Regions from separate parts of the Mus musculus genome. Here region 2 is linked to region 1. Evidence: chromatin contacts called from public promoter capture Hi-C data. All regions are on one chromosome and are shown on one strand. Each heading gives the region's core, a stretch centred on a gene start, on an enhancer-like site or on the middle of the called end of the contact. The rest is flanking DNA. Distances are from core to core; before and after follow the strand shown. Region 1 holds the start of Atp6v0b (ATPase, H+ transporting, lysosomal V0 subunit B). Region 2 holds the start of Tmem125 (transmembrane protein 125).

Region 1 (6,542 bases), core at 3,691-6,190:
CTCTGGAGCCTGATTAGCAAAGCTAGTTCTGATTCCTGAAATGGGGTACACTTGGACCCTAGAGGAGTAAAGTTCATACACTGGCAGAGGTGGTGGGGGCTGGGGGTGCCCTTGCTCGAACCAGGTCTCCCCTGTAGTTCCAAAAGGTCAAAAAATACTTCTGGCCATGCTCCTGAGAGCAGAATATCTCAAACAGTCACAAAATCACATAGACTGCTTTAGTACCAGCAGTCGGCATCCACACTCAAGGGACACACAGAGACCTACATATAGAGCTAGACACACTTGGGGTGACAGTAACATACGGAGCCACATATATCAACAAACCGCGGCTCGGACTTATACAAGCGTAGCCATACACCCAGACCCACGTGCAAGTATTCCCAACCCCTCCCTCCAGGGCAGGGGCTCTGGGTCAGGCTAGCCACCAAACTGAGGGGTGCGTCTGGGCGGGGCTGGGAGGCTGAACACGTGGCACCTCGGGACGGGGGAGGCAGTAGGACAGGTGGGTGTGGAGCCCTGGGGAGGGGTGCATGCAGTGGGGGATGTGGAAGTGGGGCCGGGGCCGAGCGCCTCTGCGAGACACAAGGCCGGGGCGAGCGAGGACAATGAGGGAGGCCGGATGGGGGCGGACGCCGGAGCCCAGGAGGCTAGCGGGATGGGGGTAGGGTGGGGTGCAGCCAGGCCGGGGGCAGCGCCGGTGCCTCGCTCACCGGGTCCTGGGCTGGGATCTGTGACGGCGCGCGGGCGGCCCCCTAGCCGGGCCGGGTCTGGAATGTCGGGGCCCTGGGTGGGGGGCCGCGCGCGCCCTCCTCTCTCGCAGCGCTCGGGGCTCAGCAGGGGGCGCCGCTCCAGCTCGGGTAGGGATCCCGGCTCCAGCAGCTGTGGACGGCTCTGTCCCCCATGGCCCGGCCCCACCGCCCGGTCAGCGGTCCCCGAGGCTCCGGGGCCACCTCCCGCCGCCGCCGCGGGCCATGGAGCCGAGCCGCCCCGGGAGGCAGGGCGGGGCCCGGCAGACCCACGGACCGGCGGACCGACGGACCACTGCGCTGCCGCCTCCCTCCCGCGCTACGGCTCCTCGGAGGGGCAGGCCAGGCCGGCGCGCCCGCGCGCGCGCCCCCGCGGCCCCCGCCTCCAGTGCGCCCGCACGCGCCGCGCGCCGCTCCGCCGCCCGCCCCTGCCGTTGGCCCTGCGCGGCCCAGCCAGCGGGGAGGTGCGTTTGCGGATGCCTGAGACCCAGGAAGGACGCAGGAATCCATCAGGTTCCTCCATCAGCTTGCTTTAGGGATGGGAAGAGACCAGGAGCCGGATGGCTAAGGCCCTTCAGGTATTTGGGACGGGGTCTGGATAGTGGGCAATTCAGAGGGTTAGGGCCTTGCCAACTCTTTCCTGGGAGCATGAGTCAAGGTCAGCCAACCAGGGCTGCCTGCTGGGTAAGACCCCTAAAGGTGTTGACTGAAAAGGACTTATTAGGTAAAAGCAGGTTGGGTAAGATTTAGGGTGGTGTTGGAATCAAGAATTGTATAGGAATAGGCGGAGCTGAACAAGGCCCTAGGAACTAAGACCATAGAAGAGGTTTCTGGAAGGGTTAGGTGTTCATACTGGACTATCAAATGTAAAACACTGTTCTCCAGGAAAATCCAGGTGCGGGGAGTTTCAGGAGTATAGCGACAGAGAGGAGAATTAGCTGTAGTGAGTTTGGGTCTAGTGCACAGGGGTCCAAAGACATAGGGCTAGGAGGATCTCAGAGCCCAGACTCTTCAATGAAGAGGTGCCAGCATTACAGCCAGCCTAGCACCCTGATCTGCCACCCAGGAGCCAGCAAGGTCCAGAGCAGAGATGATGTGTAGACAGAAAGTTACAGGAGGTTGGAGTGAGTGAACAGGTCCTCCCCTTCCTTTGTGAAAGGTGTCGCAAGGGGCCAACAGAAGCCTCACTGACTGGGACAAATACCAAGTTTATTTCACAAACACTAGGAAGATGGGCTGGATGGGGGTTGAGGGGGGCACAGGTGCACAGCTGTACACAGTCACCATCAGCAGCCCACTCCCCACACTGGGGTTCAGTCTGGACTGCAATGCCTCCAGAGTCAACAGGCAGCAAGAGGTGAGTGCAGGGGAGACCCTGAACACCAAGCCCCAGAAAGGCTGAGGGACACAGCTCCAGCTGTCCCAGGAAAACCAGCAATAAATAACAGTAGGGCACGGCCCCACCCATACAGGTCATCTAGTCACCCATCTTCACTCTGGAGGTCTGCAAAGGAAAAACAGGACAAATCAGGCAGGGACAGTGACCAGTGACAAGACCAGAACCAGCAGGCCAGTGGGTGGACAGACGGACAGACACACTATGACAGACAAACAGACATGGACAGTAACAAAGGAGCTCAGCTGTACAACAGAGAAGACAAGTCCCATGGACAGTGTTAGTGTCGCCAAGAGTCAGCCCAGTCAAGCACCCAAGTCACAAACTCACACACTGGAAAATATGAATTTAGACATGCTAGTCTACTGACAAGTGTGTCATACATACAGAACACAGACCCTGAGAGACAGAAACTCCACAAAGACATTTTCAGAGGCAGCCGAGGAAAGAGATGCTAATGGAGAGACTTAGGAAAGATGCGTGCATCTAGAGCAGGAGACAAAGGGGGACCAAGAGATGGGAAGGGGAAAAAAGGGAGGCACTTCTGTTCCTCTCTAGGGGGACTCGCACCTGAAGGATTGCAACAATGACCCCAAAGAGGCCAATGGCACTGCCAAAGATCTCCACGATGAGAATTTTTACAAAGAGGCTGGGGTTCTGTGCATCCGCCAGGGCGGCCCCACTGCCCACGATGCCCACGCAGACTCCACAGAACAGGTTGGACAGACCGACTGTGAGGCCAGCCCCAAACATGGAGTAACCTGGAGGATAAGAAGTAGCTCGTGAGGTGGAGGCAAGCAGGAGAGGAATGGTCCAGTGTGGGCTAGCAGGGCCAGTCCCACCCCAACTCTGCAGAGCTGAGACTCTCAGCTATGGAGCCAGGAAGCAGGAGTAAGTGTGTAAGGCCCAGGTGTGTACGTGTGGTAGAAGCAAGTGTGTAAGGCCCAGGCGTGTATGTGTGGTAGGGTGTCTGTCTCACTATGTCATTATGTAGTGCTGGCTGGCCTCTTAACTCACTTGGTGCTACCCCCGTCCCAGGACTGGGGTTAAAGGCCCAGAGCACCATGCCGAGTGAGCTCTATGTTACCCACTTACCTGCATGGTAGTTTCGATGGCCAATGGCCTTGGGCTCCGTAGCACTGAAAGGCTGTGAGGGGCAGAATAAGTCCTCAGAAGGCATTCCTTAATGCACCTACCTTTTCTTCCCTCCGATCTTTAGGGAAAGCATAGGCATTTCAATGGATACCCGTCCCCGCTGGTTTTCCCTTACCTCAGCCATGTTGCTGATGACAATTGCCATGATGATGCCATAGATGGCCACCGCTTCACAGAAGATAATACTGGCAACAGTGATGGTAAATGGTGGGGGAGGGGGAGGGAAACTCTTTAAGAAGGAAATCAGCCATTTCTGCAGAAAATCCCCAGCCAACTTTCCCTGACTCACATACACGCTACGATGAGACGGGTCACAAGCCAGCATGTCACCCGACCCCCATCGCAGCTAGTTTTGACATGCAGAAGCCTTTACACTTACCTAACCAAGTTCTTGGTTTTGATTCTGGGGGCTTTCACCCCACCCCCAATAATGGATGAGCCGGTTATATAGATTCCCCTGGTGAAGGGTAAGAAACTGATTAAAGGAGCCCAAGGAGTTGCTGTCCCCAGGATGATTAAGAACCCAGTGATGATTCCACCTGCCACGACTTGGCACCTCCCACTCGTCCCGCCACTCCAACACTCACCAGGCTGCTCCAACCACAGACAGAGAAATTGCTAGGCCAATGCCCAGATTCGACCACATGAAGGGGGAAGTTTCCGTCAGGAACCTGGTGTGGAAACAGGGAAGAAAGCTATTGAGCTATGGACAGGAAAGGGCAGGAGTGGGGAGGCCACACAAAACTCAGTGTCCACCCAGCTCCAGCCCACCAGTCCCAGACGTTGCATCTCTAGATTTTCTATTTCCCAAAGGTCCGTGTGTCTGAAGAGCTGGGCTGGGGCTCAGACCAAAGCAGGGAGAAGAGGCTCCTAGGAGAATCCTCTCCATGCCCTCCCTTACCATGCCACATCAAAGCGAAAGCCCAGGTCAAAGATGGTGTAGCAGATTCCTGAAGCAATGAGGAAAGGAGTTAAAGGGTTGCTCTTTCGAGACACAGTCCCCAACCTAGGAAAAAAAAAAAACTGCCCAACTGTCAAACTGTCAGCCACCTACATCTAGACAAGCGAAGAGTCCCGGAGCGAAACAGCACCTCCACCCAGGCCTCCATTTTTTTTTTTTTTTCGGCCACTCCCTAGGTAACCCGTCTTAATGACACCAAGCCCCTTCACGGGCCGGAGGGAACGGGCGCTGCGTCCAGGCCGCGCCAGATCCTGCCGGCCCAATCGCTGTTTACCCAACAAGCTGTGAATGGGTGGGGGAGGGCAAGGAGGAAAAAGGGGAAGCGGGGCGCCCAAATATGCGGCTCGCGGAGAGGAGGTCAGGAACCTGGCGTCGCGACCCTGGAATAGCCGGTGTGACTCTCGCAGCCCAGGGCCGGCCTCCTCCGTCGCGGGAGGGCACCGCGCGGGGCCGGCTCCGGCTGCCACCTGCCCCCCGCCCCAACCAGCAGGCCACCTTGGGCCGCCTGGGCCCCGCTCACCCACAACGACCATGCAGGCCCAGAAGGCCACAAAGATCCCGAGGTAGAGCAACTCCAGCCCCGTCATGGCAGCGGCGACGGCAGGGGTCGGATCGGTGGGACCTGAGCTAAACCGCGTCCACCGTCCGCCCCGCAGTCTGTCGGCCCGCCCCGCAGCGCCACCTGACCGGCGCACGTGATGCGCCGACCCCACGTGACCCCCGCGCACAGTGGCTGGCTGCCTGAGGCCGGGCCCTGGTAGACGTCATGCCGCGGAGCACTGTGGTGGTTGTAGTTTCGTCGGACGTTCTCCGTGACAGGTACTGGCTCTCCACCTGCGCTGCTGGTTCCCTAACTTCCCACCGGACTCCCAGTTTACTCACCAATCACTGCAGATCCTTCCGGTCTGTTCTAGTCCTGCCTAGTTCCTTCTGCTTGAAGCAGGATTTCGCGGTGCCTAGCTAATGCCTGCTGTTCATCGGAGGTCATTCTAGGTTGTCTTTTCCAACCCAGAGGTAGGGTGGAATGCCAGACGCGAACGCCCACGATGTCCAGGTGATCTTATAAGGCCATGCCATTCTCCTGTTCAAATTCCCTGTGGATCCTATTTCACTCGCGACAGAATGATCCATAGGATCCTAAAGTATGCAAAGCAGGCACTGTAACAGAGCTAAGCTCCAGGTCCCTAATAGACTACCCACCCTATCAGACGCAGCCCGCCCTTGCATCTGCCCCTCTCTCTTGCTTCCAGACTTTGCTCTCCTTCAAGCCCTTCCTTACCCATTCTGTTTAATATTCCAACCCCAATCTCCCTTTAACCAGTCCCCTTTCTTTTCCAGATTTGTGTTTTCCCATAATTGTTATCCCTTGATATAATTTTCCTCTGGTTCTTATCTCTGGTTGATATAGTACATTTTGTTTCTGACCACTCTCCCTAGGGGGCCGAAGCACCATGGTTCATGTTGGACTCACTACTGTTTCTAGCGCCTGACATACAGGGGAGTTCTCATAACATGCACACAGAATACATGATGGATGCTCATTTTAACCCAGTCCCCATGTCAGTTACAGCTCTGCCTTTACCATTAGCCTGTGTACTACATGATCTGGATGGTGCCAATATAAGATTCTTTTGCTAATGTGGACAATAAGTAAATTTTGTTTTCTTCTGGGATCCAATACACAAACACACACACACACTGGGAAACCCTAGGACCAACTCTCTGGTTTTTGTTTTGTTTTTTGAGACAGGATTTCTCTGTATAGCCCTAGCTGTCCTGGAACTCACTTTGTAGACCAGGTTGGCCTCGAACTCAGAAATGTGCCTGCCTCTGCCTCCCAAGTGCTGAGATTAAAGGCGTGCACCACCACTGCCCGGCCCATAAAACCAACTCTCTACCAAGGACAAGCACTCTATCAAGATATACCCCAACAACTCTACTTTGATTGAAGCACCCACCATGTTGACTGAGTCTTTGTTTAGGCCCAAATGTTCGTTTCACTCTGTTTATTCTGAATATTTTTTCTCTATAAGATCCAGCTTAAGACTCCTCTGTCTGGGTTGCCTCTTGAGTCCCCTTCAGGAGCCTGCTATGAGAGCCAGCTGCACCTGGGGCTCCCTTCACACAATTATATTTCGTGGGGTTATTATTTCCTCCCAAGCACATTTTGAGGACAGTAATCTGGTTAAATATAACTCACATATCCACCCACAGGATCTGTGTAGAACAGAGCTTTAGTGAATAAAGAGAAACAGGAGAAAAAGTATTCCGTTTATTTCAG
Region 2 (7,540 bases), core at 3,434-5,933, 660 kb after region 1:
ACACACACTTTGCAGAGCTGAGCTTATACCCTACCCAGTCTCCTCAGACACATTAAGACTTGTGGGTTAGTGTCTGCAGCAGAGGGTGTCGTGGGCACCAAAAAAAGAGCAAGTCACTAATTTAAGGGGAGATGGTGAGAGAGGACTCCCTAGAGAACTCAGCTCCCCAGAAAATGGGGTCCTAAAGGGTGAGAAAGATGGGATGCAGGATATAGGAAGGCTAGAAAAGGCGAGGAAATGTTGGAAGTGTGTGGAAAGTTTGGTGTGACTGGTCCATAGGGCTGAGAGGAGACCATGTGACATTAGGAAAAAAATTTTAAGGTAAAGATTTTAAGCTAGATTTTACTTTTAGTTCTACCATGATCACTCTGGCTGAAATGTATGTCTGTGACAGAAACTGGTCTTGAAGACAGAAGAACAATATCAGTGTGGGGGCAGCCGTACAATCAGGACTGAGACAAAGAGTGTCCCTTCTAAAGAATAAAGATGTGTGTTATCAGGCAAGTGCCTGTGGGTGCTCAGAGATGATGTCACTGGCCTCGGGAGAGGAGACAGCGAGAGAGCCACCACTGTGTGGGACCACGCTGAGGCCTCTGACTTAGATGCTGAGGGACTGGAGGGACCTTCAGTCCAGATGTAGGAACTGCTAAGACAGACAGCAGTGATCCCATTTTGAATGTGTGGAGGGACCAAGCTCCACGGAACACTCAGGGTTTCTGTTGTTGTTGGTATGTGCCATTTTCCTCTTCTGGCTCTGCCCACCTTGTCCTCCTCGCAGTTGGAAACCCCCTCCCCTTGTCCCCCCAGCCCATAGCATCACTTCAGGAGGCATGTTTGTCCTCTCTGCTGACTTTGCCTTACCAGAGCCCGCAGCTCTGCTGTCTATAGTCGTTAGGAGGATCATCTTTGCCCACTCTGCAGAAGTGTGATACTCCGGATGACAGCACAGGAGACTTAAAAGAAGGCTGGGAGTACATGGTGAGTGTGACCCTGCCCTGCCCACTCGGGCTGCCCGGTAGAACACATTCTTTGTTATGGGGATGGGCTTATTGGCTAAGTGCGGATCAGGGTTGTCTCCTTTTATTAAGGAAATGAGCCTAACTGGAGGTCAATCGTCCATCGTCCATCGTAGTGAATAAACTAAGCAGGAACTTTCTCAGCAAGCCCACACTTCAGCTGTGGTACAGAATTTTCTTTCTCACAGTTTCTAGCAAGTGCGGTTAGTGTGCTAGCCACTGGCATTTAGCTCCTTTAGCTTTGTGTAACTTAAGATTTCCCAAGTGAGTTTATTAGTAAATCCTTTACAGCAACAATTTTACTACTCCAAGTTTTTCCTGCATCCGAGTCTTTTAGGAGGCAGATGTCTCTCTGAGTCTCTGATGTCTTCAGGTAATCTCCACCTTGTGTAGCAGGAAGTGGCCAAAGCATTCACCTATGTTCTTGTCACCTGGAAAGAAAACACACACGAGGGGGGCGGGGGGGGGGGGGAGGAGCCCTTCCAGAGCGACTCCAGGCAGGAAGTGACTTACTGCTTCTTCAGTTCCCAGAACCCAGAAGTGGGCCAACTGGTACAGTGGCCACACAAATCGCAGCCAGTTCTTGTTTCCCAGAAGGCAGACTATACATAAGGACAGGGGCACATTTCTAGAGACACAGTCACCGGTTAAATCTCCCCGTAAGCGGCAAGTGAACTCGTGGGAAGGACTGGCTCCCCGCTCTCTCTGGGACCAGACACCAGTAGGTTTCTTTCCAAACCTGTAGAGTCCTCTTGACCCTTCCCCCTTTTCTCATGAGAAGAGAAACCCCAGGTCTGGGGCTCTATAGCCTGGGATGAGTGGGCTGTGGGGTCGGGCGTAAGGGTCTCTCTCTGAGGTGAGATGCCATGGTGCAGACAGAACTACAGCCACCTTTCCCCCATAATTTATTTCATTTTCACTATAGTCACTTTTTAATTGAACATTTGCCAGGAGCCCAATCATCTTGCCCAAGAGGCAATTATTCTTAAGCATCAATAGCAACACTGTTCTAAGAAACTGAGGCAGGAGTGTCTGAGTCACCTCTCACTGGCCCCAGCTGCTAGGTTACAAGCTCAAAGGTGTTTCCCCAGTCAGGTCCATCTCATCCGGAAGCCATTTCTCTCAGTTTTCCCGAGAGTCACTCTCTGAAGAGTGATCACTAGTGTCGTTGTGGATAGGCAACAGTCACCTCTGTGGAGATCCTTGATGATGTCATAGGGCAAGGCTGGAGTTGTAGGGTCTTGGAAATATGGGTCAAGTCTTCAGAGACTCCAGATGAGTATCCTCTAGAGACCCCAGGACCAGGCATAGAGCATGACAGTCCATGATACAAACAGCCCCAAGGAGGTATCCCTCACCTTCTCATGGAATGGATATGAGGGTGCACACGAGCTCCTAATCACATATCATGAAATGCCATGGCGGGGGTGGGGGCGACACACATATATGCGTGCACCTGTGAATGTCTGCCACAAGTTCTGGGGATACTGAGGCAGGGCATGGGAAGAAGGGCTCCATCTCTGTCAGATGAGGCTGGCAATGCTGGAGGTGGTCTCATGACGCTGGCCAGAAGACAACTGTCCTGAGATGCTAAAGATGCTACTGTTATCACCGTGGCCATTTTGGGCGGAGAATGCCTCTGTACAGATCGGAGGGCAGTGTCCACTCACACCCACCTGGTACAGTAGCAACCCCAGCAGCAAGACTGAGCCCAAGGAAGCCAAGGTAATGCCCACAGACAGCATGGCAGCCAGTGGCCGTGCCGGGGCCGGGGCAGCAGCCAGCCCAGCCAGGGTCAGGCCAGTGACCAGCAGCACAAAGCCACTGAGCAACACTACAACAGCGTCGGCGCCTCCGCCGCTGCGCAGCAAGGCCACGTGCTGGGCCTGGCGTATGCAGTTCATATCCTGCACGGCAGAGCTCATCAGCTGCTTCACCAGAACCAGCAGGGCCAGCAGACAGAGCACAGTGCCCACGGCTAGTCGCCATTCGCCGGATCGGCTGCTGGTGGAGGACAGCAGCGCCACACCACCGGCCCCACAGCCAGCCACAAGGATCACGGCCACGGAGAAACAGAGCAAGGAGCGACGGGGCTGCTGGGACCACCATAGCTCCACCTGCTCTGCCAGCACATCTGGGGGCAGCCCCCTGCCCACTGAGGCTTGCTGGGACATGGCTTGGTCAGGCAGGGTCAGGACAGAGGATCACTGTCAGGGTTCAGAGGGTGTTTGTCGTGACCCTGTGTCCCCATCACCTGGTTGCCAGCGAGAAGCCCAGTCTCCTCTTCTTAGTCCAGGCTATGGTTACCCTCACCTGCAGGACAGGATCACAAGTTATTTCCCACCCATCTGGCCCTATAGCCTCATCTGGGAGTCTCAGGGAAGGGCCCCAAGAATCTTCCCCGGGGTCCTCAGGACCTATTCCCAAGAGCTACAACCCTAGCACTGCACCTTGCCAAAGCACCTCCCCTGACCCCAACAGAGTTCCCTCCACCACAGAGCTCCCCTTCCCCTTCAGAGAATCCCCTTGCCCAGCTCCTGACCTCTCACACAGGCTGTCTCGGTGGCCTGTTCCATCCAGGCTGTCGGAGGAAGCTGGTGGTGCCACAGTGGATGACAGGACAAACTGTCAGAGATAATGCCTCATTCAGGATCAGACTCACATGGCCTCAGCTGTCACTGCTGGGTCCTGGGTGGGGGAAGCTATGGGAAAGGGAGGCTGGTGACTTAACCCTTCTGGAACCAGCAGGCTGAGCCTGACCCTTCTCTCATAGGGCTGTACCCTTCCTTCTCTGTGGGTCAGGATCTGACCCCTAACACCGTTCTTCCTCTAGTTCCACCCTATCTCCGTCAGGCAAAAGAAGACGCATGCTCCAAGTCTCTCCTTCCAGTGCTGGTCGTCTCTGATGCAACAGGGCCCAACCCAAATTCCTCATCTTACCCTGAACCTGTTCCTCCTGTGTTCCTTTCTCAAGATGCTGTTACCACCCACCCTCCCTCTCGGCCCACTCCGGGGGCTCCTCAGCGCCTTCTGCTTTTGCCAATCCATGGCCCCAGGGGCTGTCTCTTGCCTCTAAACATATCTCTATCCAGTCCTGTTCTCGGCGCTCATCCAGAACCTGCCTGCTCCCCACGGGTCCATCCCCTGCTAAACGGCTCCACGTGTTCTCTAAGGCAGCAAAAGGAGGACTCAGGATTTGAACCGCAGCCTAGTCCTTCCCATCGTGGGAATGTGGGGAGGGATCTAACAGTGTTACTCATTTAACCTGTTCCCTACAAGACAGGCGGCATGACTCACATCAGGTAAAAATAAAGCTAGCACTGCCGGCAAGGAACCCAACTTCCGGCAGCAGGAGAGACCGATCCTGTAGGTGTCAGCTGCGAGTCCAGGAGGGACGGGAGTGGGGCAGGGAAGCCCCAGCTCACCTCTTAGAGGCTTTTTCTGAAAAGTGAGGACAGAGAAGTTAATTCTGAGGAGTGGGAGAAGTCATCTAACATACTCCTTTTAGACTTCCCACGGGGCAAAGGAGCTCAAAACATACTTTTTTGAGCCAGAGAGACTCGGGGTGAATCAGAACCCACATGGACCACACTGCCGAGACCACGTTTTTACTCCAACGAGACAGAGTAGGGGACCGCTCTGCCCTTTGCAGAGAGGTTGCCTGGCACGCAAGGTGGGTGGGGTAAATGCCCACGCCCCAAGGGTGGTTGGGGGAGGGACCGTGGGCGGAGTCTGTCCCAGCATTCCTCAGGACTGTGGCTTGCTCATCTGAAGGTGCTGACACCGTCTATTGGGGAACGACCCCAGCGTGGGTGGAGGTTCCCGGTAGTAGAACCCGTGAAAAAGGTGGGGGTGGGGCGTATGGGGCACTCACGGGACGCCTGGCTGTGCTGAATCCGATTTGAGCAGGCAGGACCCAGCAGGTTGGGCGCTCTAGGTCTGTTTCCGGGGAGACGCTTCACCTGCCTAACCTGCACCCAGGTGAGCTGGAAGGAGGGGGGGATTAACAGGTGCTGTTTCCAGGGCAGGGCCTGAGCCAATTGGCTGACGTGGCCCTGCGACTTCAGTGGGGCTGAGACATTCCTGGGAAGGGAGGGGCTTCTGTCCGCTGCTGGTAGGTCTGAAACACAATATGCAGATTGGGTCAGCAGGAGGAAAGAATGCTGGCCCTCTGCCCCAGTCTGAGCCCTAGCCCACCCCACAACTCCAACTTAATTTTACCTTCAGCCCCTCCCCGAAGATCTACAGCCAGGCCTGCAATCTTTGCACCCTGAGAGGCTGAGGCAGGAGGAGAGCCAGTAGGAGGTTCCAACTGGCCTGAAACCTCCTCATTCCAGCTGATTCTGGACTTTAGTTCTGAATCCCACTGTATCCTCAGCCCCAGCGTCCAGCATCAGCGATACCCCAAACCTAGCTCCAGCTCTGTCTTAGGCTTTCCCCCAATAAGCCCTTTGTTTATTTTCCTTGAGGCCTCAAGTGAGTGGCAGGATTAGCCTGCCCCATGAGTGGGTAGAGGCCTTTCAGGTAGACAGCTGGAGCTGGACAGTTGGATAAGTTTCACAACTCTTGACAAGGCAAAAGAAGCCCTTGCCCTTCAGCTGGACTGTCCCCCACCTACCTCCGGCCTCTCTCTGGCCGAGTCTGGCCAACTTGAATCATTGAGCTGAAATGCCTTGGCTGATCTGGCTGATCCGACTGCACTCACGACCCGTGTTTCTTCCATATTCATTCGCAACAGATCTTTAGTTAGTTAGCTTTCACCCCTGACCCAGAGGTGTATCCCCAGCCACTGCAGGGATAAGTACTAGTTTACTAACCACCATGACCTCAGCAGCCAGCGGTAGCCTGTACGCGTAGGGTAATCGATAAATGTTTGTTGAGTGGCTGGCTAAATAAAAGTGTGAACTGACTGACGGTGTGACTATTTTGACCTTTGAGCTTTTGGGATGAAACCAGAAGGACAAGTTGGGCCCAGGCTGTGTGGTCCTGGAGGGCCTCAGGGATGCATTTGGACAATGCTGGGTGTCCACAGGGGTGTTCAAGGTGGAACCGGGATATGGTTCAGGGCTCTGCTTCTAATCAGCAAGTCTGGGTCCTAGACACCATGCCCCAAGTGGGCAGAGGGTGACTGGTTGGAGAATGTACAGTTTGTCCCACATCTTCTGTCCTACCCCTTCTGTAAACTATATGTTAGTATGTTCTTCTCTCTGCATTTGATGTGTATTTAAAAAACTAAACAAACCACTACCAGCAGCAGCAGCAGCAGCAGCACCACCAAAAATCCCAAACAACAGAATGAAATCCAAGTCAATCTTCCCCAGATCAGGGCACAGGGTAACTGTGCCTGGCCTGGCTTCCTCTTTGCTTTGTTCGCTGCAGAAGACAGGGAGCCTCCTAAGTCCAGAGCAGCGTGGTCTGTATGTCTAAGTGTCAGCTTAGTTATGTATTTGTTTTACATTTCTCTCACATATTACATCCAAATTCAACTCCAGTTTCCTCTCCTCTCCTCCTCTCAGAGACTCTCCCTCTCGCTCCCTCAGATCCACTCCTCTCTCATTCTCTCCAAAAAAGCAAGAAGGAGGAGGAGAGCCGGGCGGTGGTGGCGCACACCTTTAATCACAGCACTCCGGAGGCAGAGGCAGGCGGATTTCTGAGTTTGAGGCCAGCCTGGTCTACAGAGTGAGTTTCAGGACAGCCAGGGCTACACAGAGAAACCCTGTCTCGAACCCCCCACCCCCCCCAAAAAAGGAGGAGGAGAAAGAAAAGAAAGGAAAAGAAAAGAGCAGGCCTCCCTCCCAGGGATTTCAATCGAACATGGCATGAAGTTACAAGAAGACTAGCCACAAGTCCTCATATCCAGGCTGGATGAGGTAACCCACTAGGAGGAAAAGGGTCCCAAGAGCGGGCAAAAGAGTCAGGGATGTCGCATTCCCCCTGTGCGGAGTCCCACAAGAGCACTGAGCTATGCAACTATAATGTATGTACAGAGGACCTAGGTCAGACCCAGACAGGCTTCCTGACTGTCACTTCAGTTTCTGGGAGCCCCTCTTATTTATGTAACTTAAGCCTTTCTAATAGCCTGTTTCAAAAGAACAGTAAAACCAACACAGTAAAATGAATGTGTTTGCTGGGCTATGGATGCAGCCCAGTGGTTGCTCGCCCCCTGGTTCAATCCCCAGAGCTGCAAAACTGTATGTATTGGAATTGTAAAATATATTTTACTATAGAAGGTATTAATGGGCTCTTTGAAAGTCTTTTCTTTTCTTTTTTTTTTTTTTTTTTAGATTTATTTATTATTATATGTAAGTACACTGTAGCTGTCTTCAGACACACCAGAAGAGGGCGTCAGATCTTGTCACGGATGGTTGTAAGCCACCATGTGGTTGCTGGGATTTGAACTCTGGACCTTCGGAAGAGCAGTCGGGTGCTCTTACCCACTGAGCCATCTCACCAGCCCCTGAAAGTCTTTTCTTATACATACAAACTGTATCTCAGTTCAAATTAGCTACACATTGAGTACCCAG

What was found. Promoter capture Hi-C pulls out the DNA fragments that hold promoters and counts their contacts.
Region 2: a contact with region 1 is called in a promoter capture Hi-C map of embryonic stem cells, with 2.4 times the contacts expected there. The contact joins the promoter of Tmem125 here to the promoter of Atp6v0b in region 1. A contact is called at or near these places in 2 of 39 promoter capture datasets (embryonic stem cells and liver), 1 of 115 datasets of contacts at active chromatin or transcription factors (embryonic stem cells) and 1 of 9 other capture datasets (embryonic stem cells).

What each region holds. Positions count from the first base shown.
Region 1 is chr4:117,882,389-117,888,930 of GRCm38.p6, forward strand. Atp6v0b (ATPase, H+ transporting, lysosomal V0 subunit B) reads right to left here and starts at 4,941. Exons shown (of 8, transcript NM_033617.3): 1 at 4,782-4,941; 2 at 4,202-4,250; 3 at 3,888-3,971; 4 at 3,680-3,757; 5 at 3,416-3,485; 6 at 3,241-3,292; 7 at 2,716-2,906; 8 at 1,942-2,253. The coding sequence starts at 4,848. The coding sequence ends at 2,227. It overlaps Gm12841 (predicted gene 12841), which reads left to right and starts at 1,162. Exons shown (of 4, transcript NR_168719.1): 1 at 1,162-1,327; 2 at 3,365-3,500; 3 at 4,918-5,080; 4 at 5,699-5,903. B4galt2 (UDP-Gal:betaGlcNAc beta 1,4- galactosyltransferase, polypeptide 2) reads right to left here and starts at 1,088. Exons shown (of 8, transcript NM_017377.5): 1 at 714-1,088. Dph2 (DPH2 homolog) reads right to left here. Exons shown (of 6, transcript NM_026344.3): 6 at 6,255-6,542.
Region 2 is chr4:118,539,043-118,546,582 of GRCm38.p6, forward strand. Tmem125 (transmembrane protein 125) reads right to left here and starts at 4,684. Exons shown (of 4, transcript NM_172383.3): 1 at 4,558-4,684; 2 at 4,314-4,457; 3 at 3,559-3,718; 4 at 1,899-3,329. The coding sequence starts at 3,190. The coding sequence ends at 2,540.